7 separate regions of the Mus musculus genome follow, and regions 1, 2, 3, 4, 6 and 7 are each linked to region 5. Evidence: chromatin contacts called from public HiChIP or PLAC-seq and promoter capture Hi-C data. All regions are on one chromosome and are shown on one strand. The core of a region is the stretch at or near the end of the contact, and the rest is flanking DNA. Distances in the headings are between cores, read along the strand shown. Region 1 has its middle 6.6 kb from the start of Gm34250. Region 2 holds the start of Ptger2 (prostaglandin E receptor 2 (subtype EP2)). Region 3 holds the start of Fermt2 (fermitin family member 2). Region 4 holds the start of Styx (serine/threonine/tyrosine interaction protein). Region 5 holds the start of Cdkn3 (cyclin-dependent kinase inhibitor 3). Region 6 holds the start of Ero1a (endoplasmic reticulum oxidoreductase 1 alpha). Region 7 holds the start of Txndc16 (thioredoxin domain containing 16).

The links. Promoter capture Hi-C pulls out the DNA fragments that hold promoters and counts their contacts. HiChIP or PLAC-seq counts read pairs in DNA pulled down with a chosen protein or histone mark.
Region 1: an H3K27ac HiChIP or PLAC-seq map of embryonic stem cells shows a contact between it and region 5, with 6 times the contacts expected there. The contact joins the enhancer-like site here to the promoter of Cdkn3 in region 5. A contact is called at or near these places in 3 of 39 promoter capture datasets (cranial neural crest, embryonic stem cells and hippocampal neurons), 2 of 115 datasets of contacts at active chromatin or transcription factors (embryonic stem cells and epiblast stem cells) and 1 of 9 other capture datasets (embryonic stem cells).
Region 2: a promoter capture Hi-C map of embryonic stem cells shows a contact between it and region 5, with 3 times the contacts expected there. The contact joins the promoter of Ptger2 here to the promoter of Cdkn3 in region 5. A contact is called at or near these places in 2 of 39 promoter capture datasets (embryonic stem cells and hippocampal neurons) and 1 of 115 datasets of contacts at active chromatin or transcription factors (astrocytes).
Region 3: a promoter capture Hi-C map of hippocampal neurons shows a contact between it and region 5, with 12 times the contacts expected there. The contact joins the promoter of Fermt2 here to the promoter of Cdkn3 in region 5. A contact is called at or near these places in 6 of 39 promoter capture datasets (cranial neural crest, frontonasal cranial neural crest, hippocampal neurons and 2 more), 5 of 115 datasets of contacts at active chromatin or transcription factors (astrocytes, embryonic forebrain, embryonic limb bud and 2 more) and 1 of 9 other capture datasets (adipose tissue).
Region 4: a contact with region 5 is called in a promoter capture Hi-C map of hippocampal neurons, with 7 times the contacts expected there. The contact joins the promoter of Styx here to the promoter of Cdkn3 in region 5. A contact is called at or near these places in 12 of 39 promoter capture datasets (the 3T3-L1 cell line, the C10 cell line, the HPC-7 cell line and 8 more), 7 of 115 datasets of contacts at active chromatin or transcription factors (astrocytes, embryonic fibroblasts, embryonic limb bud and 4 more) and 1 of 9 other capture datasets (liver).
Region 6: a promoter capture Hi-C map of pre-B cells shows a contact between it and region 5, with 5 times the contacts expected there. The contact joins the promoter of Ero1a here to the promoter of Cdkn3 in region 5. A contact is called at or near these places in 13 of 39 promoter capture datasets (the 3T3-L1 cell line, 3T3-L1-derived adipocytes, the C10 cell line and 10 more), 5 of 115 datasets of contacts at active chromatin or transcription factors (astrocytes, embryonic midbrain, embryonic stem cells and 1 more) and 3 of 9 other capture datasets (liver, macrophages and pancreatic islet).
Region 7: a contact with region 5 is called in a promoter capture Hi-C map of pre-B cells. The contact joins the promoter of Txndc16 here to the promoter of Cdkn3 in region 5. A contact is called at or near these places in 5 of 39 promoter capture datasets (the HPC-7 cell line, frontonasal cranial neural crest, hippocampal neurons and 2 more), 2 of 115 datasets of contacts at active chromatin or transcription factors (astrocytes and fibro-adipogenic progenitors) and 2 of 9 other capture datasets (adipose tissue and liver).

Annotation. Positions count from the first base shown.
Region 1 is chr14:45,451,455-45,455,825 of GRCm38.p6, reverse strand. No RefSeq gene overlaps it. Among named protein-coding and RNA genes, the nearest start is that of Gm34250, 6.6 kb to the right of the region's middle. Within about 2 kb of position 2,540, at least 45 of the 459 cell types and tissues checked have an H3K27ac peak or open chromatin away from gene starts, as enhancers often do. A contact at or near this core is called in embryonic stem cells, where this site is marked.
Region 2 is chr14:44,986,199-44,990,421 of GRCm38.p6, reverse strand. Ptger2 (prostaglandin E receptor 2 (subtype EP2)) reads right to left here and starts at 2,311. Exons shown (of 2, transcript NM_008964.4): 1 at 615-2,311. The coding sequence starts at 1,457.
Region 3 is chr14:45,528,616-45,532,511 of GRCm38.p6, reverse strand. It overlaps Fermt2 (fermitin family member 2), which reads left to right and starts at 2,447. Exons shown (of 15, transcript NM_146054.3): 1 at 2,447-2,578; 2 at 2,921-3,087. The coding sequence starts at 2,931. Gm46452 (a long non-coding RNA gene) reads right to left here and starts at 2,290. Exons shown (of 3, transcript XR_001781252.2): 1 at 1,956-2,290.
Region 4 is chr14:45,348,666-45,352,959 of GRCm38.p6, reverse strand. It overlaps Styx (serine/threonine/tyrosine interaction protein), which reads right to left and starts at 1,774. Exons shown (of 11, transcript NM_019637.3): 1 at 1,431-1,774. The coding sequence starts at 1,487. It overlaps Psmc6 (proteasome (prosome, macropain) 26S subunit, ATPase, 6), which reads right to left. Exons shown (of 14, transcript NM_025959.3): 14 at 3,889-4,294. The coding sequence ends at 4,259.
Region 5 is chr14:46,757,955-46,761,885 of GRCm38.p6, reverse strand. It overlaps Cdkn3 (cyclin-dependent kinase inhibitor 3), which reads right to left and starts at 1,345. Exons shown (of 8, transcript NM_001360041.1): 1 at 1,238-1,345. The coding sequence starts at 1,246.
Region 6 is chr14:45,316,452-45,320,721 of GRCm38.p6, reverse strand. It overlaps Ero1a (endoplasmic reticulum oxidoreductase 1 alpha), which reads left to right and starts at 2,150. Exons shown (of 16, transcript NM_015774.3): 1 at 2,150-2,345. The coding sequence starts at 2,232.
Region 7 is chr14:45,217,745-45,221,772 of GRCm38.p6, reverse strand. It overlaps Txndc16 (thioredoxin domain containing 16), which reads left to right and starts at 2,348. Exons shown (of 21, transcript NM_001310534.1): 1 at 2,348-2,556; 2 at 2,724-2,777. It overlaps Gpr137c (G protein-coupled receptor 137C), which reads right to left and starts at 2,056. Exons shown (of 7, transcript NM_027518.2): 1 at 1,355-2,056. The coding sequence starts at 1,780.

The sequences.
Region 1 (4,371 bases), core at 1,291-3,790, 1.3 Mb after region 5:
TGAGAGCCTGCCTCAAAAAACAAACAAACATCCCACAAACAGCACGACATTGGCAGAGATGATGGAAACACTGCAGTCAAAAGAGACTGGAACCAAGGGTGTAGGGACAGCTACTTGTTTCTGAGATCATCACAAAAGAGTTCCCCAAAGAGCTTGGGCCACAGCCTCGTCTAGCTATGCAGTCATCGAAATCAATTCCAGGTGGACCAAGGACTGAAGTTGGAAAAATGCTCCTGTGATCCGAGTTAAAGAATCCTGGCCTATGTGTCCTACGTGTCACTGTCTGTGAGACAACACAGTGCAGGAAGTATTGAGTGGACAGCAAATCAAAGCTGGAAGAGGAGAGCATTGACTGGAGAGGCCGGAAGATGCCAAGCTTATACAAAGCCAAGCCTTTTCTCAAATCAATCAACAGAGCAGAAAATGTGGAGAAGGTATTTGCATCATATAATTGGCTGGACAAGAGAACCGAGACTATAAACAGATGTGCACACCTGTCTGTGCTCACACAGGCCAATCCAGAGGAAATGCACAAACCCTTAAGGTACTCATTTCACAAGGGAGGAAAGGAAGCCTGAAGTGAAAAGCTGTCCATCTGCACAGGATTCTGGAAAATGGGCGCTTTGTATGTGAAGTGCAGAGGACAGAACCAACCCAGAGGTCCTCGTGTATTAGACACATGCTCTGCTGCTGAGCTACATCCCAGCCACCAATTTTAAAGTAGTCTCTTGCCTGTGGTACTAGTAAAATGGTTAAGATCTGACAGAGTAAAGCGTTACTGGGGTAACAGGATGTTTATCGGTGCAATTATAAACTATAGCGTCCCCAGAAACGGTTGTTGCCATCCTGTGCATTTTAGGCCCTCTCAATTCCACCGTGGATGTGGAGAAACTTAAGTGTGTCCTCGTGCCCACCAGGAAACAGGTTCTAGGGCATGCAGGGCCCTGTGGTGGCACAGGTCTGTAATCCCATCTGCTCAAGAAGCTAAAGCAGGAGAATCACAATGAGCAAATTAGTTAGACCTCGGGGCAAAAAGTCAAAAGGGCTGGGAAACCTGTATGTAATTCTGGCACCAGGGAGGGAGGGAGCAGGATCTGAAGTGTTCAAGACCAGCCTGTGTTAGTGAGTTCAAGGCTAGTCAGTGTGAGCTACCCAGGAGCCTTCCCCACTTCCCGCACCACGTCCCACCGCAGAGTCCTGTGGGCAATATCTAGCACTGAACTAAAAATGATTAAAAAAAAAAAAAAAAAAAGACAGCTCACTACCTAAAGCAGCAAAGACTTGTAAACAAACACACGGAACAGTAGAATGAAGAATGACAGGTTCCACCTTGCAGAAAATACAACTCGCTTTTAAACATGGAGGGCTTGAAACAGTGAAAAATGGCAAATATTTGTCATTGTAGTGGGCAGGCTGTGCTTTGAAATTTTTATTATTATTGAGGAGGCAGGAGCAAGCACATGAAGCTCCTCCTCCCCCTCCTCCTCCCCCTCCTCCCTTACCTGGATTTCAGGATCTAACTGAGGCTGTTAGGCTCATGTGGCAAGCACTTCACCCTACTACACCATTTGGACAACCTCCAAACTACTGAGAGACCATTTTGGGTGCTAATGTCCCATGTGTAACAGTGGTACTAAGTCACTGAAGGCCAGGGGGAGGGAGTGGTCTCAGCAGCAGCCACACTGCTCCTGGATACCTGGTCCCCAATTCTGGCCTCTGCTGCCAAGAGAATCTTTAATTGGTGGGGCTAGCAGGCTTCGGTGGTTTAAGAACAGGGCAAATGAGCCCGGGGCCAGGGCTTCAGTTCTTCAAGGTCCAGTTGACCTTGCTCTGTTTCATACTCAGGATATACCGAGACCCCACGTAAGTCACAGACCCAACTGGGCCAGCAACAGCACAGCCAGCTCCACTGGGAAAGCAAATGCCAAGCTTGCCTCAGCATACAACTGGGCTTGGGAAAACCAGCACAAACCTGCTGGAGCCACATAGCTGAGAAATCCCAGACAGGGCCTGACATCTTCTCCTGGAGCCTCTTACACAGACTGGAGGATAGCAGCCACACTGTGAAGTGCAAATGTCTCCTCTCAGAGCTTGAAACTGCAACTAGATTCCCTGCTTGCTTGCTGTATGGTAAATGGGGCCCATGCCAGCAGCCTGACCTCTTTCACATGCCCCAAATTCTCCCTGAGAAGATGTTTAGAAAGGAAACTGGACAGATGTCTCCTTTCATCTTCACTATTGAAGACACAGTGGTGGAACGGAGACATTTTAAGTGTGTTGTGTTTGGTTTTTTTGTTTAGGCAAACAACATGGGTCTAACAGCCTTTCCTCTAACCCTTAGGAACTGCTTCGGGTCAAATCATGTTGATCTCTGAACAAAAACAATTTCTAAACCTAGGAAGTGTGTTTAGAACCCCTTTGATATCTGGAGCAACTGGGGCAAAAAAACTGAGTCCCAGCAAAGCTTGAGGGTATGGCCTGTGGCAGTAGGTTAGGCTGCCCTGATTTCTGAATGGGGAGAGACAAAACAATGAACTGTTTGCTACCTAGTTAATTGGGTGCTATCTCTAAGGAAGGTCAGGGGTCGACAAAGAAGCCAGTCAGCTCTTTTGGTTCCCATAGAGTTCATTCTCCCAAAGATCTCTGCATTCAGACCCAAGTGTGTCACTGCCGCCAGAGATGGAGGAAGAAACAAGGAGATTTTGTTGATAAATCTTGGGGTGTGCGTGCAGTAGGAGAAGCGGGGAAGCCTGTAGGGCTCCAAAAGAGAAGGTTGCACGCTACGACGCCCTTGACAGCCCCACAGCCGTTAATAACTAACTGCAGCCAGGACAGGAGTGATAAGTGCTCACGAGGCATAGCCCTGGGAAAGCCATGTGACCAAGGGGACACCAAGGGCCCAAGGGAAGCCATGCGGGGGTGGGAGGTGGGGGTGGAGACCAGATGGCAGGAAATAAGAAAATCCAAAGCCCAGGAAATTCTCCCAGGAAAGGGAGAATCTCAAGAAATAACCCTCAAAACCTCAATGAAGGGCTGAGAAAGGAAAAAGAAAGAGAAAAAATTACGGGGAATAATGAGGTCTGTCGAATTATTGAAACAAGGCTAAATTTAGTTGTTTTTGAAGTACAGATGGGAAAACCAGGTTTCCTGGGAGTAGAGCCATTAAAAAAAATCGTCCTGGAGAAGCGAGGCCAATCAGTGATATCCACGTAAGCATCAGGTCTATAGCCCAAGTCAACTTAAATGCCCGGAGTTTTCAGAGGCAGTGGAGGGACATGGAAGAAAACAGCCAGAAAGGCTTTATGACTGAGATACAGGAGCCCAGAGCAAAGGCTTCTATGAGCAAGATGCTGCAGAGGACCAGTGGGAAAGCCAGCTTGCATTTTCAAAGATGCTGTCCACTGAGTCTGAGGGACATGACACTCAGAGCACATCCGGTGAGAGGGCAGAGGGGAAGGAATCACAGCCTGCAGGGAGACAGAGCATCGTGGGAATCTCCCAACAGGAGGAGGGTGTGGGGACCTTAGACCCGGAGCAGCTGTGCCTGTGTGTCCTTTTGCTTAGGGAAACTTCTGAAGTGACTGAGAAAGACCACTGCTGTAAATAAGCCTTCGAAGTCAGCTCTTTCTAGCACATTCCTCTCCCCCTTGCCCACCCCTGCTCCCAAGTTATCTATCCCTGGTTAGTTAATAATGATGCCTACAGCCTGGGCTGGGCAGAAGAGGGGACAGAGTGAAGGTTCTCTGCCTTGGGGTCGCAGGCAGGCAGGATCCAGGAAGAGGAGAGAGGAGGAAAGGAAGAAGTCGCCATGGGGTAGGTGGATGGTGAGGGCTGGCCTATCAGAGCAGGAGTGGCCCAGGCAGAACATGGCAAGTGATATCTCGGAGTTATTGACAGGGGAGTAGACAAAATAGTATAGAGTGTTGATATCTGCCCAACTTTAATGATACATGGCTTATTATAAATCTAAAAGTTGTTAAGCCAGGCAGTGGTGGCGCACACCTTTAATCCCAGCACTTGTGAGGCAGTGGCAAGTGGATTTCTGAGTTCGAGGCCAGCCTGGTCTACAGAGTGAGTTCCAGGACAGCCAGGGCTACAGTGAGAAACCCTGTCTCAAAAAAAATAAAATAAAATAAAAGGTGTTTGTGCCTTTTATTTAGAAACTATATGGTCAAAGTGTGGTAAAAAAAAAAAAAAAAGCCCCAAAATAATATTTACCACAACACATCTCTAAAGAACCCAAACTAGGAAAAAGAGCTCTTGTCACCAGACAGATCTGTTCTCATGACTTCTCAGGAGTCCGACACTGACCACAACTATGAGGTGTACCCCCAAAAAGCATTACTAGCAATTCAGAGTAGCTCATCTGGG
Region 2 (4,223 bases), core at 1,062-3,561, 1.8 Mb after region 5:
TTCTATCCTGGCCCTGCCTCAGTTCCCCAAGCAACCTTTTCCCTCATCCCTGAGATGTTCCAGCTGTTACTGAATTTATCTATGTGCTCACAAAGTGCACAGCTACAGAATGAGGAGCATCTATGTGTGCTCCTGACAGTGACATCAAGAAACAATTTTGTAACTTAATGTTCCTAAAGTCAAATGAAAGAGGCTGTAACCTTCTACACCAAGGGCCTTCTGAATGCTGTGTGTTGACAACTACATTTTGCTCAGGAGAAATGAAAGCACCAAGAGAAGGGGCCTCAAGGATAGCAAAGTGGGCCCCAGTGATCAGATTATAACATTGTCAACATCCTATCTTGGGAGGGACTCCCTCCTCTTCAGTTACCAACCCAGGGAAGAGACCAAGCAGGTTCTTAGAAGAAGTGCTAAGTAGCAACAGTCATATGCAAAGACAGGAGGAGGAAGGAAGGAAGTGGGTAAGGTGAAAAGGAAAGGGGAAGGCAATTGACCTTTGTCAATTAAGACATTTCCCACCCAGGCTGTGCCTAAAGGTGGAAAGGGTGGGGTGAGAGGAGTTTGAGCAGGCTGCGCGGGCTGCTTGCGGGGCTGTGGAAACAAAGGTGACTTACTGTGAAAGGCAAGGAGCATATGGCGAAGGTGATGGTCATAATGGCCAGGAGAATGAGGTGGTCCGTCTCCTCTGCCATCGAAGTCCTCTCTCCTCTCCTGCGAGATCCAGGGCCTCTTAGGCTACTGCCAGACAATCCGCAGCGGCTTCTTCTGCTCCGACGGTGCATGCGAATGAGGTTGAGGATAACGCTGATGTTGCAGGCGAGCACAGCCACGATAAGCAGCAGGAGCATCGTGGCGTACAGCTGAAGGTATGCAGTCCTCCCGTGCCGGATAAAGCACCATGTCCCAGGACAGTACTGGACGTACTCCCCGTAGTTGAGCAGCGGCAGGGAACAGAAGAGCAAGGAGGCCCCATAGATGACAGGCAGCACCGCCAGACCCCCGCGGCGCGATAAGTGGCGCCTGTAGAAGTAAGGGTACCCGATGGAGAGGTAGCGTTCCAGGGCCATAGCGAAGAGCATGAGCATCGTGGCCAGACTAAAGAAGGTCATAGTGAAAGCGAAATAGGTACACGCGTGACTTTCGGGAGCCAGGGCCACCAGGGTCTGGTTTCTTGAATATGAAGCCAGCACCACCGGGCTGATGAGGCAGGTTCCCAGCAGGTCAGTGAGCACCAATTCCGTTACCAGCACGTGAAACAAGGAGATAGAGGTCCTGCTGCCGGCGCTACACCCGGTGTCCCCACGCCAGCGGCGCGCCAACAGTGCCAGTGCGATGAGATTCCCCAGAACCCCGGCCGAGAACATCACCGAGCTGATGGCTGGGCTTTCCCCCGAAAGGAGCCACTGACGACTCTTGCAGTCCTCCATTAGCTTGGAGTCATTAAGAAAATTGTCCATGGTGGAGGGTGTGGAGGAGAGATGATATCTCTTCCAGGCAAGTACCAGACAGTCGGAGGGTCTGATGGCCCCAGGGCTCCAAGACAGAGCAGGGAAAAGGGGAGGGACCGAAATCCAGAGCTCCCTTCCGGCCCCCAACTCGCACCAAGGACAGACTTGTTTGGGTCTCCTGCCTGTACGTACAGTGGCCTCTTCACTACAATATCCGGTCGCTCTCGGTGCTTCTGTGCCTCACCTGCCCTAGCAGGGGGTGCTTGCCAGAGCAGCTGCTCCCTCCAGCGCCTTCAGGGGGCAAGTCCAGTAGTGGAATCCAGGAAAGCAATTTAGATTGCTTGCGAGCTGCTGCCGTGGGGCCAGGCAGGGCAGACACACACTGACAGGGCTCTAGAAGGGACCTGGGGGCGTTCCCAGCGCTCACCCTGAGCTGGCCCATAAGGTCTTCCTTCCTATGGGTTGGAAGTTGCAGTGCCTCTGACTTCAGCTCTGAAGCCTTTAGCCCTAGCAGAAGGCTGGGAACCAGCACAGTTTAATAAGACTGGGGTAACAGGAACTCACCAAACTGAGGTTAAGAGAGTCCAGCCCTGTGAGGTGTGGAGGAGGCACAAAAACATCAAGACAACTTGAAGTAAGAATATGAGAGAGGTTGTTGTTTTCCTTTAAAACAAAACAAAACACAAAACATCCAGAAAGATACCCAACAAAGGTGGGACAAAAACTGGAAGGAACTGAAAAGCAAACCTATCCATCCAAGAAATGGAACCGTGCACACCACAGAGTGGCCTTTGCCTTCCTATAACAACGACTTGCTTAAGCAATCCTAACAAAACAAAACAGGAACTGTTCTTGTAATCCTCTAGAGTCATGTTTGTGGCCCCAGATGGAAAACAAATGGCACTTAAGTGTTCTCTATTGAGGCTCAATCTTGAAGAATCTGTTAATACATTGTTCACATTCGTCTCTCCACAGTCAGTTAACCATTCGAAGGATTTATTCCCGGAGTGTTTTGGTAATTGGCCAGTTTCACAATGAAGCTGGCATAAATAGTTATTTATCATTTGTTGCCATAGTTACAGAGTAGTTAAAAATGCAGCAGTGTTTCTGGTTTTCTCAGTCCAGCCTGACAGACAACGTAGGCAAGGGTATACTACTAGAAAAAGTGTATTTCATGCAGAGAAAGAGAGTGTGCTGAGAAAGAAAGGTTTGCCCAGGAGTAAAAAGAAAGAGCAATGGAAAGATTATTTATGGAGTACACCTTGCTTCTCATGACTTAGCTCACCATGCTTCTGGCCTGGGGACTGGAGGGGTTTTCTAGCAAAATACGGGAAGCAGAATCCATTTGGGAGGCCTACAGGCTCATTTCCCACAGCTGAAGCTATCCACTCCATTGCTAAGTTTGTAGGGCATGGATGCAGTGGGTGTCAAACTCCTCTAGTTTCCTTTCAGGCTGTAAACTGCAGGCCAGTAGCGTCCTCCACACAGCCACCCAAAGTGGACTCTCCCATGTCCATCTTGTGCCATCTCCTCCCACATGGTTGGGGAATGAGCAGAACAGGCAAGACTCTGATGCTGTTTCCACTGTGTTTACTTTCCAAAGGCTTTTATACCCTTTCTGTTTCCATGGTCACCTTATAACAAAAGCCCCTTGTGGCTCTATTTCTATATAATTGTCTCTACCTTTTCACTACATGAGTGACATGACTCTGCTGACTTTAATGGATACCAGAGAAAATTCGAGATCTCATCCCTATACCCTCTGCCTTTTTCTGCTAGTCTCTACCCCAACTTAGTAGCACACTGTGAGAAGATTCTCACAGAGGTGTGTGGACAATCTAGTTTCTGATTACTAAGCTCTGTCCATACCCCTTCCTCAACAACCCCTCAGACCCTAGGGTATGCACTCCCTGCATGTGAGACAGTCTTGGGGATCCTGGGGGAAGAAGCCACTATGAAGCCCCAGACATGGGTTTAAGCAAGGAATTCCCTGGTGCAGGGAAGTTTGTCTACAGGACAGGTGGCTTTGGGGCTCCGTGAGTGATCCCTACTTAAAGGTGAATATGTCACAAGAAAAAGACCAGAGCTAGTTGTATAATTCTTAGGAGTTCATATCTTAGTAATTACTTTTCTGGGCTTCGTGATTTCATTTGCAACATATTCAAATTAGCATTTTTGTTTGTTTGTGTGTTTGTTTCCAGTAGTTGCACAGAGAGAGCTAGCAGTCCTACTGTGTTCCATGTTTCAGCAGTCTCACTGGATGCTTAGTTTGCCATCTCTACCTACTCAGACCATCAGGTCGGTTCAGTAAATTGAATTATCTTCTGTAGTTTGAAAGTGGCTTCTTCCCATTTCTAATTGTAGTGTCAGCATCCCAGTACAAGTTCAGTTTATCCAGAGTCTAGGATTTCTTAATAGAAAAATATATTAACACCCTCAGTTTTAGAATTGGGACATACAGCTTTGCTAATTTTCAGTTCCTGTTCATGAAGCCATTGTGTTTGGGGAACACCATGTGATTAGTAATTGTGTGTCAACTTGGTCAGGCATGGGATGCCCAGGAGCTGACTAAACAGTATGTCTGACTATATCTGGGAGGTGTTCTAAAGAACTTAGCATCCACATTGCTGGACTGACTAAGGCACATAACAGCTCCATTGTGGGTGGGCCCCATCTGGTCTGTTGCTGAGTGAATAGCACTAGGAATATAGGTGAAGGTTGATACCCAGCTTCATTTGGGGCATTGATCCGCCATTGACATTCCTGATTCTCAGG
Region 3 (3,896 bases), core at 1,198-3,697, 1.2 Mb after region 5:
CCCTTCTAAGACTCAAACACATACACATCGTTTTCTTGTTTTGAGCCACTTTTAACGCCTGCTACCTCCTAGCTTATGCCTCCTTTTATATTGCCACAGATCTTTTGGAGATAAGGTGAGGGAAAAAACAGATGAGGTGAATAACAGACGTGTAAATTTTCATGAAATCTCTTTAATAAAGAGATTTCTCCATTGGGATAGACCCCTGATTCTTTGATATTTGTTTTTAATTGGTACCAGTATATTTTCTATAGCTTTTGTACCAACCTATTTGTAAATGTATACATAACATAAATGTATAGTTAACTTTGGGGATGCTAACACACACACACACACACACACACACACGGGAAAAAAGTGACAATCCAGCTCACGAATCTGGTAGCTGCTGTGGCCAGTCTGTCCACCGCACAGAGACGGATTATGGCAGGGAATGCAATTCTTAGTGGTGCCAGAAAAGTCCAGGATGTGGCAGGTTTGAGTTAGTTAGAAAAAGAAAGACTAAAACCAACCAATCAAAAGAAAACCTCTCTTGACCACATCACCCAATAACTAACATTTGGGGAATTTCCTTCTAGTCTTTTTTCAATCTAAATATTTAAAAATGGGTGTGTTCTTTCTTTCTTTCTTTCTTTCTTAATTTTTTTTTTTTTTCTTTTTCAAGACAGGGTTTCTCTATATAGCCCTGGCTGTCCTGGAACTCACTTTGTAGACCAGGCTGGCCTCGAACTCTGAAATCCGCCTGCCTCTGCCTACTGAGTGCTGGGATTAAAGGCGGGTGCCACCACGCCCGGCTATGAGTGCGTTCTTGATTTTACAGAGGCACGTACAGTTTTCTACAGATTTTTGTTTGCTTGCCTTTTTGAGACAGAGTCTCTCTAATAGCCCAGGCTGTCGTGGAACTAACTAGGTAGGACAGGCTGGCCTTGAACTCAGAAAGACCTGCCTGCCTCTGCCTCCTGGGCGCTAGGATTAAAGACATGCTCCACTATGCCTGGTCTGTACAGATTTTTTTTAACCCAAGCAACTAATTCTCTACATTATTAAAAATATTCTCCTATGTATTTTCCAACAACATAATTTCATCAACACTGTTTCCACCCTGAACAACATTGCTTCTAAGTAAACCACCCACAACGTCTCAGAGTAGAAATAACTGGAGAGAGGCAAGCTTGGAGAAGTGCATCAGTTTCTCCATGATGACTGGCTAGTGTTAGCAGAGTGGTTTCCCTTTTTTTTTTTTTTCCACTCCCAAACCTCTGGCATTTGACTCGAGTTTTCCTGCTTTCACTCCCTTACGGGTGTCCACCCCTTTCTGCAGGCTGTGCTTTTTTCTTTTGCTGTTGTGTTGATGAACAAAGGGTTATTTGCGCGGTAGGCTCCCCTTTGAAGTGTCTAGGGCAGTTCACGAAGTCCAAGACACTTTTTAAAAACCAAGATCCTTTACAGTATCTTATCGGACTCTCCTGGACTTAAATAAATTGCTAGAAGAGGCAACCCCTGGCTTGCTGATTCTGAACAGTTCCCTTCAACAGAGTGTAATAGTTAATGGGAACGTGGAAGTGGGCCTTCGGGGACCTTTCTTCGTCACTAGTCAAAGTCTTTAACAGCTCAACATCAGTTCAAAACTACTTAAATGTCTTGGAAGTGTGTGGGAGGGTAAGGAAGAGAATGTGCGTGCATTCAAAATACTGAGTCCTCTAAGTTGCGGAGGAAAAGTCCCAAGTACGCGCCAACAGTTGGCGTGGGTGGAGAAGGGGTCTCGGGGAAACCACTGCCCTCCTGGGGTGGGGTGGGGAGGTCCCCCTTTTCCAGCCGGAGCGCATGAGCCAAGCTTTTGCGTCTGGCAGGCACTTGGGTTCCAGGGGTTAATAATGCTCGCCGACTCTCATGAGTCCAGCAGGAGCCGCAGATTGGTGCGGAACCCTGCTTGCCAGGCAACTTTTGTGGCTCACCGCCCCTCTGTGTCCTTTCTCCTACTTTTGTGGGATGTTCAAGGCAGACATCGTAAAGTTTCTGCATCCCAACTTCTCTTCCTAGCTCCCCGGCGCGGTGCCTTCGCGCCCGGGTTCCCCGCACACGTCCCGGGGCCTGGGAACTTCCCGAGGCAGCTTCTCACGCATGAACCCCGGGGACCCCGCTGCAGGCGCCGCCTCAGCCCCGCGAGCCCCCGCCCCCCACCCCAGCTCCGCAGCCGAGAGCCCGGATGTTGGATTCCATCCCTGCGCCTGGTCCTTCATTTCCATAAAAGGGCAGCGCTCCGCAGGGCCGAGATTGCGGCCGCCGCCTCCCCCCGCAGCGCTCCCCCGAGGCGCGCACCGCCCCGGCCCCACCAGAGCGCGCGCCGCCTCCTCTCCCCCGCGGGAGCGCGGTCAGAGAAGAGCCAGAGAGGAGGGGGCGGAGGCCGGCTGCGGGCGGTGCTGCGGGGCGGGGGCCGGGGCGGGGAGAGGGGGTGGGGCGGGGGCCGCGGTGCCGGGACTCCATTAGCAGCGGCGCGAGGCTTCGCTTTCCTCCCGAGCAGCGACGCGGGTGCCGCCAGCCTCGCCTGTTGCCTCGGGAGCCCGGCGGGAGGAGCGCGGTGAGGGGCGCAGCGGAGGACGGGGCGCGGGGAGGACGCCGCGGGAGGAGCGGAGCGCGCGCCGGCGCGGCGCGGTCTCCCCGGCCGGGTGGGGAGGCGCGGGGCGGTCCGGGCGCAGCGGCGGCGGCGGCAGGTGAAGGCGCCCAAGTCCGCTAGGCGGGCGCGGCGGGCGGAGGCCACGGTCTGGGTGCCGAGTCGCCCGCGCTCGCGCCCTTGGTTGTGCGCGCGTAGCCGCAGCTCCTCCGCCTTCTCCCTCGCAGCGGCCGGCGCCGCGGACTCGGTGGGGTTTGTCTTCCTTTGGGGGAGTGACGCTGACGAGAGCCATTTCCTCCGCGCTCGCAGGAAGGGAGCCATGGCTCTGGACGGGATAAGGATGCCAGATGGCTGCTACGCGGACGGGACGTGGGAACTGAGCGTCCATGTCACGGACCTGAACCGTGATGTCACTCTGAGAGTGACCGGGGAGGTGCACATCGGAGGGGTGATGCTGAAGTTGGTGGAAAAACTCGGTGAGTAGCACCCCGATGCCTCCAATAAAGACTTCCCAGAATGAGAGGAGGGGGTGGGGAGGGAAGACGGCGGGGGGAGGGGTAGAATTGGGAGATCCTAGCTCCTGGCGTGTGCTGCGCTTAAAATGCGAAATTTGTTAACGTTAGGGCGCATAGACGTGCTCCCCTCTGCGTCCTGCTTGTTATTTTGATTTTTACATAAGGTAGTGAGTGATTCGAACCTACCAAATGCTTAACTGCGGATTCCCGGGACGACTTGTTGAAAGTAACGAGGAGAGAGAGTATGCAGGTGAAAGTTGTGAATGTGGTATTACGGGTCTGTAGGTGTTCCCACCTCTTATCCTCATGGAACCTGGATGTTGATGGTGGTGTTTATTGGGGAGAGTGTACAGTCAGCCCGGTCTGGAGAATGTGCACTGGTGTTGGTCGGTATGAAGTTTCAGTAGCTGTACTACGTGATGGAGTGCCCTGAAATGTTCCACTCGTCCGCTCTTGCGAGGGGTGGGGCAGTGCTTGACAAACTTGGTATCTGTATTCTGAGTTGGAAGTAAGCTATCAGGAGCATTAAGAAGCCAACGAAAGAACTTATTTTTTATTTTTTGTTTTTTTTTTGTGTGTGTGTGTGTGTGTTTTGTTTTTTTAAAGCAGACACTAAACTGAGTTGAAGATGACAGTATTTGAGTGCACATAGATACTGCATTGATTCGGACTTGATTGTAAGGAAGGGCTATCACCCAGGATATTCGAGAAAACTGCACTCCACATTTTGTGATAAGGCAAACCATTTTTCACCTGGCAGATTGACCAGA
Region 4 (4,294 bases), core at 525-3,024, 1.4 Mb after region 5:
CCCCACTCCCGCTTTTTGGCCCTGGCATTCCCCAAACAGATTCTTATTAAAGAAAAAATTTAAAAGTGTTCTGTTAAAACAAAAGTATTAACATTGTGTCTATTTTTATTTATACTTCTATTTTAAATTCTATTTAAAGAATCTTATCTGTCCCCAGAATTTTATTTAGAGATTTTTATTACTTTACATGTATTAGTGTTTTGCTTTTGTGCATGTATGTATATTATGTATGCCTCAACCATCACTACTACAAATAAGAAAGAGAATCCTTCAAATGACAGTAAGTCACTTGGGAGAACAGGGGACATTCCTGGGTACACAAGACCTTGTCTTACAAAGTTCCAGGACAGCCAGGGCTACAAAGAAACCCTTTCTCAAAAACCCACCATCACAACAAAACAAATACAAAAAAGTGATCTGAATCAAATGAAGACATTCAATAGAATTGAGCATTTGGTATAAAGTCTCCATCTCATCTGTAACTGAGACTGGTCTCAAATTTGCTATAGAACCAAGGCTACAGTGACCCCTCCTTTCTCCTTCCACCTCCCAAGTAGAGGGGTTACAAGTGTGCCAGCCAAGAGTAGTCCCAAATACCTTTAAAACACTGAGAGATTAAGGGGTGTACACCTTCAATCCCAGCATTTGGGGTACAGAAGCAGGTGGATCTCTTTGGGTTTCAGGCCAGCCTCGTCTAGTGAGTTCCAGGACAGCCAGGACTTATATCAAACACACAAGCAAAACTCTAGAATCCTTTTTTGATCCTATTAAGTGTCACAGGTAAGAATCCTTGTCACTAATTTTAGCCTCTGGCAAACTCTAACTTAACAGTTTCTGGTACCATAAAATATTTGCAACAGATGTTAGGTAAAGAAAAAAATCAAGGTGGGGTGAAAAGAACCCTTAAATCATAAATTGGGAGAATTTTGCTCTCGATAGTACAGGCAAGATTTGTTACTAAAAATTTTCAAATTCAAAGAAGCTTAGCTTTTCTACTCCCCCCCCCCCCCCGCCCCACGCTAGTCATCGTTTTTTGTGGGTTTTTTGGTAGTGGTGGTGGTTGGTTTTTGACTTGAGTACTATTAGAGGGGTGCAATTCCAGAGTTCACGCCTCCGATCTATTCCACACGTGGGGCTGGCTATGTGTCCCGCATGTGAATCTAACATCAAGCTCAGATTAAAAACAACTCCACAGCGTGTTGCTCTGGTAAGGAAGAGTCTGTGTTCACGAAAAGCCTCAACGCCGAGGCGAGTGGTCAAGAGTACTCTCCGGGTTGGCTCCTCCGATAGGGTCCCGCGGGAGGAGGACCTCACTGACGCCCCTTCACGCCCAAGGGGAAAGGGAAGAGTCTGGGACAGTTGGGCCAGAGGCGCTGCTTGGCCGGAGACCCGGGGGCTGCCCGCGGCAGGGCGGGCCGCCGGGCACTCACCTCGGCGTCGTCTTTGCACTGCGGGAGCGAGGGGAACTCCAGTTTCACGTCCTCCATGGTCCCAGGGCCCCGGTGGGTGGGCGCGGTGCGCCCGGCCGCCCTCCGGGCTGGCAGAGGCGACAAGGGAAGGAGGGCGGGCGGGCGGGCGAGCGGTGGGGGGGCTGACGCGCGGCAGGCTCACAGCAAGCACTCGCGGACCACAGGATCCAAGCGGCTGCGACAGGAAGGCGGAGGGCAGGGCGGTGCGCTGCCGGCCGCCATGCTGCGGCCGTGTCCCTCCCGCAGGTCTCCGCGCCCCTCAGAGAGCCGGGATCCGACCCAGGCACGAGCCCATAACCGTCTCCTCCCGCCCCAGCCCACGCGGCCCAGCCAATCCCAGCCCACGCTCGCCGACGGCCCGCCCCCGCCGCCAGGTGTCAGCGCGCCTCCGCCCCGCCCGTCCGCGAGCGCGCAGACGCGGGGGGAGGAGCTTCCCGCAGGGCGGAGCTGCGGCCGTAGGGGAGGAGCGGTCGGGGCCAAGGCCTTCCCAAATGGGATGGGAGTCCGTCCCTTCAAAGTGTCCTCCACACTCAGAGGAATGCTGCTCGATCCAATCCGTGGGGGAAGTCATAACCAAACAGGAAGAGTTCAGCTTAAATTCATGTTAGACTACGAAAAAAACAAAAACAAAAAACCCCGAGATACCCATCATCTTTAAACAAAGTAGAAAGTGGCCTCTTAGGTATACTCCGGAGTGTTAACAACTCAAATTATCCAGAAAATTTCAAGAAAATGATTCTTAAAAAAAGTCATCAGAAATGTAAATGATAGTTTACTTACTAAATTGTATTCGGTACTCTTTAAGATTTCTCCGAGCCTATTTTTCAACATAAAAGATGATTGTGTGAGGAGCTGGCGTTAGAGTTAATAATTTTTGAAGAATATACCTTCTTCAGGGTCTCGCTATGTACACCAGGCTGGTCCTCAAATTTACAAGAGTTCTGAGATGAAATGATTAAAGGCCTGGTTTGAACTTCTGAACCACCTTTGGTCTCACTGAAGGAATCACTGAAGGCTGCAAAGTGTGTAACTAAGACTATCACTACTTTTCACTGTATTTTAACACTACTTCCTAGAGACCTCAGGACTGTCATTATCAAAAAAAAAAAAAAAAAAAATCCTTTAAAGTGGAAGGACCGCGTGTTTAACTTGGATTTCCTCTTAACTCTTTTCATGTTGTCATATATGTAATGCATGTTCAATATACAGGATAGCTGTTCAAAAATTAGGTGGCTAATTAGATGGTCTATGCTCTCTAGTGTTACATAAACTATTATCCAGCTTTAAGAATTACAAAAGGCACAGAATACCCTGCTAGTAATTTTTAATTAAAAAATAATCCAATGGCAAGTATTGTGGTAAATGCCTTTAATTCCACCACTCAGGAGAGGCAAGAAAATGTCTGTGAGTTGAGACTGGCCTAACCCACACAGTAAGTGTCCCAGGCCAGCCAGGGGTACATAGTGAGACCTTGTCTCAAAAAGAAAGGGGAAGCTGGGCAGTGGTGGCATACCCTTTTAATTCCAGCACTTGGGAGGCAGAGGCAGGCAGATTTCTGAGTTCGAGGCCAGCCTGGTCTACAGAGTGAGTTCCAGGACAGCCAGGGCTACACAGAGAAACCCTGTCTCGAAAAACCAAAGAGAGAGAGAGAGAGAGAGAGAGAGAGAGAGAAAGGGAGGGAGGGAGGGAGGGAGGGAGGGAGGGAGAGAGAGAGAGAGAGAGAGAGAGAGAGAGAGAGAGAGAGAGAGAAAAGAAGAATTACATACCTAGCTGGATCATTTATGGTTAGTCCTTTGGTATTTATGAAACTGAAGTTTGATGTCTTTATTTAAACAAGAATTAACTATAAATAATCTCAATTTTTAGACATTGACAATTTCCTTATACAACTTTTGATTGCCACATGAAATTAGAATTGTGTACAGGTAACAGAACTTTTGTTTTGAACATTTAACATTCCATAGAGTAGACACTCTCAGCCTGGTATTTACTGGAAGATATTTATAGAATCCACTGGTGAACCTAAGAAATAATAGATCGCTAGAAATCACATATATGTAAAATTACATGTCCATGAACAGACTTTTCCTGGATCCAGACCACAAAAAGGGAATTATTTTTCACATAAACCAAATTATAAGTATTACTTCCAGTCATAATCTTTAAAAAGTTAAAATTATCAAATACCTAACTGCAATAGGTAAAGAGAATTTCTTGGAAGACACAAGTACATGTATATACTCCATAACCCCACACTCTATGATCTATAAAAGAAGACATTCTTGTGGACTCTGTGAGTACTGTTTAAAATTCAAAGCCCTATTTTAATTTTCAACTTCATCCAGGTTTTCAAATCATATACTTACTAATCCAAAAGGACAAGAATAAATGTGCTTTTAGAAAAGACAAGAGTATATATAGGACAACTTAAAACAGATTTTATTGCTTTTTTTTTAAGGACGAGGAAAACAAAATATAAAATAAGTCATAAGAAATGCTCTCCTCTACTATCTCAATCATTTTGAATGTTGTACAAAATGCTCACAAAGCAAATATGAAAAGCTTCAGGATGTCTTTTGTAAATTCTGCTGAAGTAAATGCAACATCACCAAACATGACTTTCTTCTGTACCAATTTTTAAAAAATTACTGAATTACATACTATTATGTTGCTTATACATGTTTATTCACTTTTAATAAGATCATTGCCAATACATACATTATTTTCCTTAACTTTATTTTTACATTAAACCAATGTCTGTCATGCAGCCACCAAACCCTTCTAGTGAATCACACAGGTTTGTAGTCCAGCTTGGACTCCAGCTT
Region 5 (3,931 bases), core at 96-2,595:
TGATGTCAGCATTGGGGAGACTGAGGCACAAGTTCTAGAGCAGTGGTATACATGGCCAGGCTGGCTCAAAAGAAAACACAATATGGGTGGAAGGGTGGAGGATTGTGTATTCAGTAGAGATGACCCAGAAGAGACAAAGCCAGTGGACACTGCTCATCCCCTTTCTAAAACAAAAACAAAAACAAACAAACAAACAAACAAAAAACCCTTTCCACTCCCTAATTGGAACCATCTGAGATCAGACATTTGAACAACACGTGTATACAAAAATATTAGTTTTAAAGAATGTCAAAAGGAGAAAGTAGACTGCGGCTGTGTGATTCCCACATCCATCCAGATCTACCCCTTCCCAGGCAGCAGTGGACTACAGAGGACTCACTTGTGCTTGCCAGAGGAGGTAGATCTCAAGAGAGGAGGAAATAGCGAGCTCTACGTGTGTTCAGTTCCTCTATACCAGAGGTCAGATAGCTCACTCTTCCTCTGGCAACAATGCAGTCGGTAGGCAGCTGACACAGTGGACACAAGACTTGCAAGAGTAACCACCTGACTGCTTGGCTTTCAAGCTCTTCTAGAAAGGTCTTGCTGGAGGAACAGGTGATAACTGGCTGAAATTATAGATTGCGGTTTCTTTGGATTGCTCTTTGGTATAAAACACAACGGAACCCAAATGAAGCCTTTAAGTGGAGTGTCAGCTATGAGGTAGAAACGATATGTCAGGTGGGGCTTCCAAGTCATGGCTAAGACCCCTTTTCTTTCTCCTATAAAACCAGATTTTAAGCTTGTGTGACTTTTCACTCCACCCCTCTCAGCCTGCTGTGGATAAATGCTAACAGGCTTAGACGTCCCTGCCTTCCTCAGGCCCAGGGATTCTGACCTGCAGGAAACAAGACGCAGTGCCCTGAGCTTTCTGAGGGAGGGTGGCTATCGTGATGTCACTCACAAACGGGGTCGTTACAGCCTCTGCATCTGAGGCATCAAGCCACCCACAACCCCGGCCGTGACAGCCTCTGCATCTGAGCTGTCAAGCTGAATGGCTTGGCCCTCTCTGGCAGGGTCGTCGTGAGGCCCCTCAGGTGGGCAGCGAACCGCAGTGCCACAGATCTGCCACTCAGCCTCCCCGACGCGCAGGGCGGTTACTGTGCGAATCGCACCGCTGGCCGCCCAGCAACGCAGCCGAGGCGGTCCAGCGTCTGGCCCCGTGGCGAGGATCCTTCGGGTCCCGGACAGCCCCACTCACCGGCTTCATCGCGGGTCGCCACTCGCCGTAACCAGTGCCGCCGCCCTCGCAGCCTTTAGGACACCGCCCGCGAAGAGCCCGCCCCCGTCAGTCCATTGGTCCGCCCACGTAGGAGGTGGCGCGGGGCGTTCCAGAAACCAATCATATCCTCGCTCTGTTTCTTACTCCGGGGCCTTGCTCAGCCTCTGACTACTCATTGGTTCAGAGGAAGTCTTTGAAAGACGCGCGGAAGGAGGGCCCGGAAGAAAGGGGATTGGCTTGGAGGGCTCCGCCCCTCCGCCAGTTGAGGGCGTGGACGTGGCGAGAGGCGGAGCGAGGCGAAGTGGTTCCTCACAAGTCCAGCGCTTTGGAGACTTTCTGGACTTAATTTCTGAATGATACCAGGATAGGGAGCATTTTCTTTTAAATTGTTTTAACTTTCAGGGCGTGGTAATTGGTGGAGGAGAGCCTTGCATAGGAGGTGTCCCTGGGAAAACTGACATTGCTGTCATATCTAGTCATGTAGATACTTTGGAGAATACTAAATAAAGAGCATAGGCATACTTGACATTGGATGTTCTGTATGTTCTGGATGTTCCAGGATGTACATAAGTTAATGTGTAGATCAGTCTTCCTGTTCACCAAGTAGGAATGTGCTAATATTGTATGAAAAGGAGATAAAATGATATGGGGGTTGGGGGTGGGGTCGACCTTGTCAGGCTTAATCAGCGCCAATATAAGACTGTTCTGAGCCTGCTACATGGGCGCAAGGAACTGAACTAGGGTCCTCTCTGAGAGGACACGCTCTTTATTGGTGAATCTTCTCTCCATTAACTCCCCTGCCCCCCCCCCCCCACCTTCCATTTTCAGTCTTCATTTAGCTGGCTTTGGGAAAGAAAGTCACCTGGAGCAATAGTATCATGGAATTTGAGAAAAGCAGAAGTTTCCTCTTTTACCCTTATGTCAAAGTCAGTGGGCACAGGGCTAGTAGTTAGGGAAAGAAGACAGCACGATTTGACTTAGAAATAGCATTAGTCACGATCCTTCGGAGAAATAGAAGTTGTGTGTGTGTGTGTGTGTGTGTGTGTGTGTGTGTGTGTGTGTGTGTAAAAGAAATGACTTCGGAATGCTGGTGAGTTCAAAATCTAGTGAGAGGTTAGTGGCTGTTGACTCAGAAGATCAGATCAAAGTTCAAGTTCAAAGGCAGAGTGTTGTGGGGGCCAGGAAGAGTCTGTGCTGTAAATTAACTGTGAAAACCATAAGCTAAAGAATCCTCCTTGTGTTAAGAGAATCTTAGCTTTTGTAATATCCAGGCTTCCAACTTGGAAGACAATCTGCTTTACCCAAAGTCTACCAACTTAAATGTAAATTACATCCCCTAATATTCACAATAGTGTTTTTCTAAATATCTGAGCACCTGGCTTAGCCAGGTCAATGCATGTCTTAGTTAGGGTTTCTCTTGCTGCAACGAAACACCATGACCAAAAAGCAAGTGGGGGAAGAAAGGGTTAATTTAGCTTACACTTGCACATTGCTGTTCATTATTGAAGGAAGTCAAGATAGGAATTCACACAGGGCAGGAACTTGGAAGCAGGAGCTGATGCAGAGGCCATGGAGGAGGGCTGCTTACTGGCTTCCTTCCCCTGGCTTGCTCAGCCTGTTTTCTTATAGCAGGCAGGACCACCAGCCCAGGGATGGCACCACCCACCATGAGCTGGGCTCTCCTCCATTGATCACTACTTGAGAAAATGCCTCATAGCAGATATCCTCAACTGAGACTCCTTCCTCTCTGATGACTCTAACTTGTGTCAAGCTGACACATAAAGCAGGCTAGTACAGTGCACAAAATAACATGGAGACCCTCTGGGATTTTCTGTAGTCAGTGAACAATTTTAGACTCATGCTGTCCATATTGGTTGCTCATATCCAAAATCGAAGATTAAGTTAGAATAACTAAGCAAGAAATGCTACTTTACAGGTACTGTCTTTTTTATTTGTTTGCTTTTTTTTGTTTTTTATTTGTTTTGTTTGTTTGTTTTGGTTTTTTGAGACAGGGTTTCTCTGTATAGCCCTGGCTGTCCTGGAACTTACTTTGTAGACCAGGCTGGCCTTGAACTCAGAAATCTGCCTGACTCTGCCTCCCAAGTGCTGGGATTAAAGGCGTGCGCTACCACGTCTGGCAATGTAAGTCTGCTTCCTTAGATGATGTTGCTATAGACATAGGGAACTAGTTACCACCCGCTACAAATCCACTATTGGGCATCGAAAAGTATATGAGAGCCTCAATGAGGGTACATAGTTCAAGTGTCATCCAGTATTTAAGCTTCTACCTTCTGACATGTGACTAGGATAGTGGGCTCTTTAAGTACAGTGACTTCGCAAAGTTTTAAATAAGTTTTCATACATTTCACAGAATAGCAGAGCTGCCAGTGCGAAACCGTGAACTAGGGAAAGCGTAGCTGTTCCTGCATGGCTTCCTCATATGGTGCCTCTGATCTCACGCTCTCAAAGGTTAGTCAGGCTGAACTATCCGCCACTCTCCATTTACTCCCAGGACACCGAGAGGTGAGCAGAGCCAGGAAGTGGGACATATGAGACAGCCAGCCACACACGAGGTGTGATGAGAAGCAGTGTCCTGTGTGCGGAGTCAGGTGGGCGAGAGGCTCAGGGGTGGGAGCACTGGAAGTGTGGGCTGAGGAGCTGACCTGGGGAAGC
Region 6 (4,270 bases), core at 901-3,400, 1.4 Mb after region 5:
GCTCTGGCTGTCCTGGAACTCACTGCACATAGACCCAGGCTGTCCTGGAAAACACAGAGATCTGCCTGCCTCTGTTGGAGTTACACTATACCACTATGCCCAGCTTTATTAGCCAGGTAGTGTTGTTTGCCTAGTGGGTTTGTTGTCGTTTTTTTTTTTTCAAGATAGGAACTTGTTATATAGTCCTGAACTCTATATGTAGACCAGGCTGTCCCTAAACGTGTGCTGGGACTAACTACACTATGAGCCACCAAGCCTAGCCACTCATCTTTTTTATATTCCAAGGGGTCTGAGGAGGTCTCGGTGTGGCTCAGCACGAGGAGCACACTAAGCATCCATCAGTGGATGAACAAATAAGGAAGCACACCCTGAGTGTGTGTACCCTGACACAGAGTACTGTGTAGACTTATAAAGAAGGGCATGCGGTGACCTGGAACACAGCTGTAACTGCAGAACACCATGCTAAGTGGAATGAAGCCAAGAGCAGAGAGAGAAGTGCTGTGTGATCTCATTTGTGTGAAATTTAAAAAGCCAGTCTCATAGAATCTGTAGAAAAGTGGTAACCAGAGAAGGTTGGAGAGAGGAAAGTTGGTCCAAGGGCACAAAGGTACAGTTAGACTGGAAAAGTAAGTTTCGTTGACCCATGGTATTGCATGGAGGCTGTGGTTTATATACCGTGTACTTGGAAGCTACTAATAGACTGAAGATACTAATAGACTTATTTTTTTAAACATTCTTGTAAGAAAAAGTCAAGCTGGTGAGGTGATGGATATATTAGTGTGATTGAGTCTTCCTACAATGTACATATGGATTGAAAACATATCTTACACACAATTATTAGTGAACTAAAAATAAGACTGGAAGACTGGTTGTGGTGGCAACAGGTGTTTAATCTCAGGTCTAGGGAGGCAGAGGTGAATTGATTTCTGCCTGTTCGAGGCCAGCGTGGTCCACAGTGTAAGTTCCAGACCAGTCAGGAATACACAGTGAGACCCTTCATCAAAATAAAAATGCACTACCCCAAGCTAAACGAGACAACGAAGCCAAGAAAACTGACGACATTGTCAGTTTTATGGAGCCGATGCACCTGTGTACTTCCAAGGCCAAGCTCGGCATTGCAAAGTGAATTGAATGGAAACTTGCTTTTAATCTGGAACAGTGTGAAAAGAACACCAGCAAAAACACCTGTAACAGAGACACTATGATCTGGTTCTAGAAAAGGTAAGTATGAGCTGGAATATAGCTATCGTGAAGACAATATTAGCTTATAAGGCCATATTATCTTACTCTGTGTACAGTGCATGCTATAGATAACAGGCTAAGCAAGGCTTCTCACTGCCTGACTCCAGTTCTTAGCAACAGCTTTCCCCATTTCCACTTATGAAACGAGAGATTGAATAGTCTTTACCACATTGCTCTCTAGCTTGTGAAATATGCCTAATTCGCATAAAATACAGCAAAAAAGGAGTCAATTTTTTATGAACAAATCGGGACTACACATTGAGCTAATATCTTCTCTATGCTAGTTTAATAAAAACATGTTTTTATTATTATATTTAAACATTTATTTATAAAATAGAGCCTAACTCTATAGGGCAGGAAGTATGTAGCTCAAGCTGTCTTTGACATTGAGCAATCCTCTTGCCACAGTCTCTGGAGTGTTGGATTATAGGTGTAAGCCGCGGTGCACAGCCCTTTGGAAACCAATTTCACCTGTTCCCTTTGTAGGATGTAGGAAGGGAAAAACTAGAAAGCCACTGAATCGTGTGTACGGCCGTGCTCCCCGAGATGAACTCCAACATCCTTTTAAAAGGCTTAGGCAGCCAGAGCACGGCGGACACGTAACCCAGGCTCGGGATTTCCTAGTGTTGAGAAAGGATGGGCTGGCTGGCGTGAGCTCCGGGGCGGGGCGGGCAGGACGGCGCAGGCCCCGGGCAGTGTGGCTCGGGGGATACCCCGACCCCGGAAGGACCGCGTCTTTGCGCCGGACGAGCTGCAGGCCAGGTGTACCGGAGGCGGGTGCGTGAGCGGGGCGCGCAGGAAGGCGGCCGCCCGAGGCTCGCGTGGACAGAGGCGCGCGCCGCTGCACGTCCGCAGGGGAGGCGGGAGCGCGGAGGGCGCAGGGCGGAGCGCGGGGCGGGGCCGGCGCAGGCTACTTCAGCGGGCGCGCGGCCTGCGCCGGGGAGCCAAGCACGGCGGCGCGGGTAGAGGGCGGTGGGCGGCGAGCGGCGATGGGCCGCGCCTGGGGCTTGCTCGTTGGACTCCTGGGCGTCGTGTGGCTGCTGCGCTTGGGCCACGGCGAGGAGCGGCGGCCGGAGACAGCGGCACAGCGCTGCTTCTGCCAGGTGAGGCGCGCGGGCGGCCCAGGGGCTGCGCATCTCCGGGCGCCGGCGATCCTGATGCGCGGCCCGCACCGCGTTCCCGATCGCCCCGGGACGGGGCACCCTTCGATGGGCGTGGGCGCCTGGCCAGCTTGTCACACTGCTTCCTTGCATCCTGCCTTGGCTGCTCCGTGTCCACAGGACCGGGGGTTCTGAATGGACCCGGCACCTGGGCACCTCGTGCGAGCGGTGCCGGGGACGTCCCCAGCCTTTCTGTTCCCGATATGGACTCTTGGGGAGACTAGTTGTTCTTTAGGTCTTGTCGTTGTCAAGAGGTTGAATGACCTTGAGGGGCTCTTTGGGTGGCCTGATCTAACTGCCTGGTGTCTTTGCGGCTGTTGTTGTCCTGTGACTTCTCGGCCTGTGTATGGTGCACCTTGCCCCTGAAGCTTATTCTCGTATACTGACACTTCCTTTGCGGAATCCGAGGTAGGCCCTAGCTCTTCTGTATTCAAGTTTGATTATGAGCTGTGATTATTTACTTCTGTAGGAGATGTGGGTTCCGTGAGCAAAACATTCAAAGAATTTTATTTTCTTAGTGTAGCCTGTAAATTTTGTATGAGGCCGTTTAGGCTAGGCGCATTGAAATAACTGTGAATTTCATTTTGCTGTCTTAAGGAAATGCTAACAGCTTGGAAATACCCAGAAGTATCATATTCAGTCGATGTGCTAGTCTCTTAGTGCTTTCTTGTAAAGCCTGGAAGAACTCTCGAATATTAGCGGTTCCCCAGACTTTCTTCTGTTTAAAAGTGTATTAGATCATTTTATTACTGAGATACTTAATATGTAAATTGTATTGTTAAACAGACGTTCACGACCACACCTGGCGCTGGCCAGCACCCTTTCCCCCTCGACTTGTTCATTACTGTTCTTTACGATGTTTAAAATACAGGTTTGTTTTGTGGGTATGTATATTGTACCTGTGAATGTACGCATTGTAGGGGGTGCTTTTAGTCCACAGCTTGCAGGAACCTCTCCCCAACCACCACATGGGACACCGGGATCCACCTCGGGTCCTCAGGCAAATGACCAAGCATTGGCTTTCTTATAGCCCTATAAGCAGTGGCTCTTCTTATAGCCACCTTTTTGGTGGACTTCGATTTCTGAAATTACATCTATAAAAAAATGGAGGGATAGACAGCCAGGTCACTCGTGGGTCTTATTATTTGTGATCAGAAATACGTGTATGCTGCATATGATACTGTAAGATAAGCACTCGAGTGTCAGGAAGAAGGGGTGTTATCTGTTTCATCGCTTTAAACTTTTGGATTTTATTGTTTTGTTGAGTAATTTTGGAGCAGAAGTGAGTTGTTAGAAGTCCAGAAAAAGGCCATTTTTCTATTGATTACAAATTTAAGGTAAACAGTTTCAACATCTAAACACTTGAGATAGGAAGCTTTTAACTAGAGTGTTGAGAAAAGATACTAGGAGTTACACTTTCAAGTATGTTCTCTGGGTAATGGTATTCAAATACTGTTTGACTCTTCAACTTTGTTATACAACCAATCTTTTTGGATATTTACTTAAAATTGAGGAACTTTTAATTATTTTTGCATTTTCCCTTGGTTAGTAATAAGGGGTTTTTTTTGGTTTTTTTTTTTTTAGCTGTTGTCAAAATATCTTCAGATCAATCGATCCATCTATCTGTCAGTCTGTCTGTCTATCTGCCTATCTTTAGCCATTTTTAACATAGCCCTGGCTGTTCTGGAAATCACTGTGTAGTCTAGGCTGTCCTTGCCCTGACAGAGGTTTCACTGCCTCTGCCTCCTAAGTACTGTGATTAGAAGCAAGGGTCACCAGCCCAGCTCTTATTTGTTTTTTGGATTTATTTATTTTTATTTAATGTGTATTTGCCTGCATGTCTGCACCCCACATCCGTGAAGTGTCTG
Region 7 (4,028 bases), core at 1,099-3,598, 1.5 Mb after region 5:
ATTTTTGTGGTATTATGAGGTTTTTTATGGTATTATGTTGCTAGAGAATAAAAATAAAGTTTGGTTTTGTTACTCAATAATTGTTTTTTATTGGATATAGCTTGTATATATAACAATTGTATATAGCTGAAATTACAATTGTGATTTTAAAAACGCTTTCTATTTTCCTGTTTATTAAGGGGAAAAAAAGAGTTGGTTTATGTAGGAAATATAAACACAATCTGATTCAAAAGTGCCTTTTTTGGGTTACTTTTCCTTGGAACTGTGTTAATTCTCATCACCTCCAAAAGCCTTTGAGAGGATTAGCTGCATAGACCAATACCGTTCTATATTAGTCAGTATTAAGTGTATGATGTCACCTTTTTTTCTCCTCTCCTAAGCTCGTATTTTGAGGGAAAAGAAGACTGGGGGGGGGGGGGTGGAACCTGAAAATAATAAGGCATAAATACCAGATAGACATGATTGACAACCTTATACCCCCAACCTGTCTGAAATGGGTCAAATGTGCTGCAGAACAATGCAATCCAACCAGCAATTCCCCGTAAAAGAGAAAGGGGGTGTGATTAGACTCCAGCTATTAAGCAAGTTGTTGGAAAAACAAAATCAAAAACACCAAAAAACATAGTTCCGTGGTTTGTTTCTGCAACAGGCACAGGTTAAGCTTGTATCTTCTCTCCTAATTAGCTCTCCCCCAAAGGGCTGTGCTGTAAGAGACCGCCTAAATCGCCAAAGCAAGCAGCAACTGGGACAAACACTAAGGGCTTTATGGAGGTCCTTCGACTGTCCCGCAGCATTGGTTATTGATCGTTCACCCCGTCGGGGAAGCGATCGATCAGAATTTGTGCAAGGTGTATCGAGCCACAGTTAAGGAGATGCGGGGGGGGGGGGGGATATAAGCTTCTAATAAAAGAAACGCAGCAACAATAGCGGAGGAACAGCTCTGCCTGGTGACGTAATGGCTGGCAGCGGTCCAGCTTCAGCAGAGCTGCCTCTACTTCAGCATCCAACCTCCCTCAACCCGGTCCAGCCTCGACAGAGCTACCGGAGCTGCTACTTCTTACGATGCTTCTCTGTGGTCGCCACCAACGCCTTACGTGGAGGTCTGGGACATTGAACAAAGGGTGTCCCACTGCCTTAAGTTGTCGGGGCACGCATACTCTCTCTCTCACACTTCTCCAACCCCCTCAGGCACCGAGTCCATCAGCGGCTTAAGTTGAGGGAGAGGGAAAGACAGGAGTGTCTCAGTGTCCCCAGACTGCCCTCCGGCCACCTCCCCCAGCCCCGACCCCTTCCGTCTCGGCAGGAGTGGATCCCGGCGGCCCCGCTCCCCCGCTCGCCGGTCCTCCCGCCTTACCTCTGCCAGGTAGAGGTTGAGGAGACAGAGCGTGGAGAACTGTAGGCAGGAGGGGAAGCAGTAGAGCAGCCAGTGCGGGAAGAAGTGCAGGCGAGAGGGTGGCCGCAGCAGGGGCAGAGAGCCGCTGAGGGAGAAGGCGGCCGAGAAGAGCGTGGTCCTGAGCGCTGCCCACGCGAGACACAGGAAGAGGCAGAGGCTCTGGTAACTGAGCCGCCGCTCGCGGTACAGGAGCAGCCGCCACAGCTGCAGGTAGGCAAAGGCGAAGAGCGCGGCGTAGAGCAGCGCGTGCAGCACGCTCAGCGCCAGCTGCACCGAACCGGGAACCGCGGCGCCCGAGGCCGCGACGGCGCCCCCGCCGGACGTCGAGGGTTCGCGGCCGGCCGTGGGGACCGCGGCGGCCGCCGGCCCGGACACTGATACCCTCATGAGGGGACGCGAGCAGCGGGGAGGGAGCGCGGGAAGGAAGCGGCCCGAGCGCCCCCCGGACCTCCCGCCCGCCCCAGCCTGCGGCCCCGGGCAGCGCCGTGACAGGAGTCGCAGCCCCGCGCGATGGCCGCGGCTGCCCTCGGGCCCGCCTCCCCTTCCCCCCGGGGGGCTCGGTTCCTCGGGCCGCGGCTCGGCTCCGCAGCAGCAGCAAACAACTCTCGGCTGGAGACAATCAGCTGAGAAACCCGAGCTTTTGAGGCGCTCGCTCCGCACTGTGAGCTGCCGGCGATTGGCCCGGGCGGGCGCGCCCTCCGGGCGCCTCACTCGGAATACCACAGGCCTCAGAGCCTGTCACTCCAGAAGCCTTTGATCTGATTGGCCTTCTGCTTTCTCCTCTTTTACCCCCGCCCCTCTTCCCACCCACGCTGCTGATTGGCCCAGCAACTGCAAGACTTCCTCGCGCCGGCGGGAGGACTCCAGATTCTGTCACCTGGGGCTGTTCTCGCTCCGCCCCCTGACCGTCCATTGGTTGGAGGATCTCTTACGTAAGGAGCACGAGGAGCAGGCGGAGCCTCGGGGGTTGTTTTTTCGCCCAAGAGACTGATTTTGCGGAGGCAGTGCCGGCCGTGGGCGGTGAGCTTCTCAGGTAGGCGTAGTTGCTTTGGGAGCCGCCGTAGGGACCAGCCCCTGCCCCGCCTTCTGTCACCATCTCTACTCTGATGGCGGGACGTGCTGTCCTCAGAGACCTTTCATCTCTGCACGAGAATCTCAGGCAGGTGGGTAGCAGCGCGGGCCTCAAGACTTTGCCTGCAGGATTGCATGCACATCAGCACTCGGCAAACGTCCCTCCAGCCAGGTTGCTTGCTGATTCAGTTCACCTGTTTCTGGGGGCACCAAACGACGCTGGTTTTGATTTCATTTCCCCCCCTTTTCTTTTTCTGAGCTGGAGGAAACACGGGGCGAGGAAAGCGAATGAAGCAAAGCGCGAGCGGAAACTGTAAGTAATCAACCCTTTCTTCTCTTGGGAAGAGGTCCTGAAGGATGGTGGTCCTGGGAACAGATGAACGTTGAGGCCTTCTCCAAGGGGAAGGTGATTCTTCGAAACTTGCAATTTAGAAAGCTCTCTTGGGCGCAGGGGTGGGCAGGGGAGGGGTGGGGGGAGCGCGGAGCAGTAACAATGTGGTGATTGTCCAGAATGGAAGAGTTTGTGTGAGATTCTGCTTGTGTGTTGGAACAAGTGGTGCTATTCTCATCAGAGACTGAGAGATACAAAATAAGAGGTATATTTCTGCTTTAAATAAGTGAGGAACGGTTGTATGTTGGCCACTACATGAAGGTTTTTTTTTTTGTTTTTTGTTTTTTGTGTTTTTTTTGTATTTGGTATTTGGTAGCAAATCAGTCAAAGTAATGCAAGATGAGGAAGGATCCTGTGTTCTCAGAGTGAGCCTCTCATTGCAGATTCAGTGCTTCTGTAGACAGCATATTTACTGGAGCATCCAATATCCAGCCTTTCCTAAATACTCCCTCCTTAAGGTCTGCTTAAGAAGATGGCTGTTTCTCAGTCCTCCACCACCAAGTACATGTTACAAAGGGGCTTAAGATCTGTTCTGTACTTATTCTGGTCCAGTAGTTTGCCAGACACCAGACAGTATTACCATCCACAAGTGTAATCATGCACACACATGTACAATAATGATAAAATGAAAAGAAAGCCCTAAGTCTGTGTTTATTCAGTGGTAGGCTCATCAGGAAGACTATAATGAGGCAGGAGACTCTCCAGCATTTAGATGTTGTCTTTTTCTCATTAGCTGTATGGTGGAGGCTATGTTACAGATGTTTAGCCAGATACACATGTGGATGGTCAGCTTTGACTGAAAGGGAAAGGGGAAGTGCAGGATTGATTTTTGGTTCTTGTTTATAATGTTCTGTCTTCCATGATGTTTTACTCAGCACAGGCTAAGCTCGCTGCAAGGTCTTTATACAGATGCGGATCCTTCAGAGAACTTGAGTACACAGCAGTACAGATCAGCAGCCAGCAGGTCTCGTTCTGCGTGCCCTAGAGCATGGTTCTCCATGGTCCTTGACCTTGTCCTGTGACAGGTCCTGCCAGTTTTATCATTATCTTGGCAGGATCTCAAACTGGTTTTGGAGTATATGGGCTTTTGTTTCAAGGCTGAGGTGGTTTGGTCAGCATGCTACTTGGAACAAGGAATAGTTTGGGTGTAAGTTACATTTTATGTTTGCATAT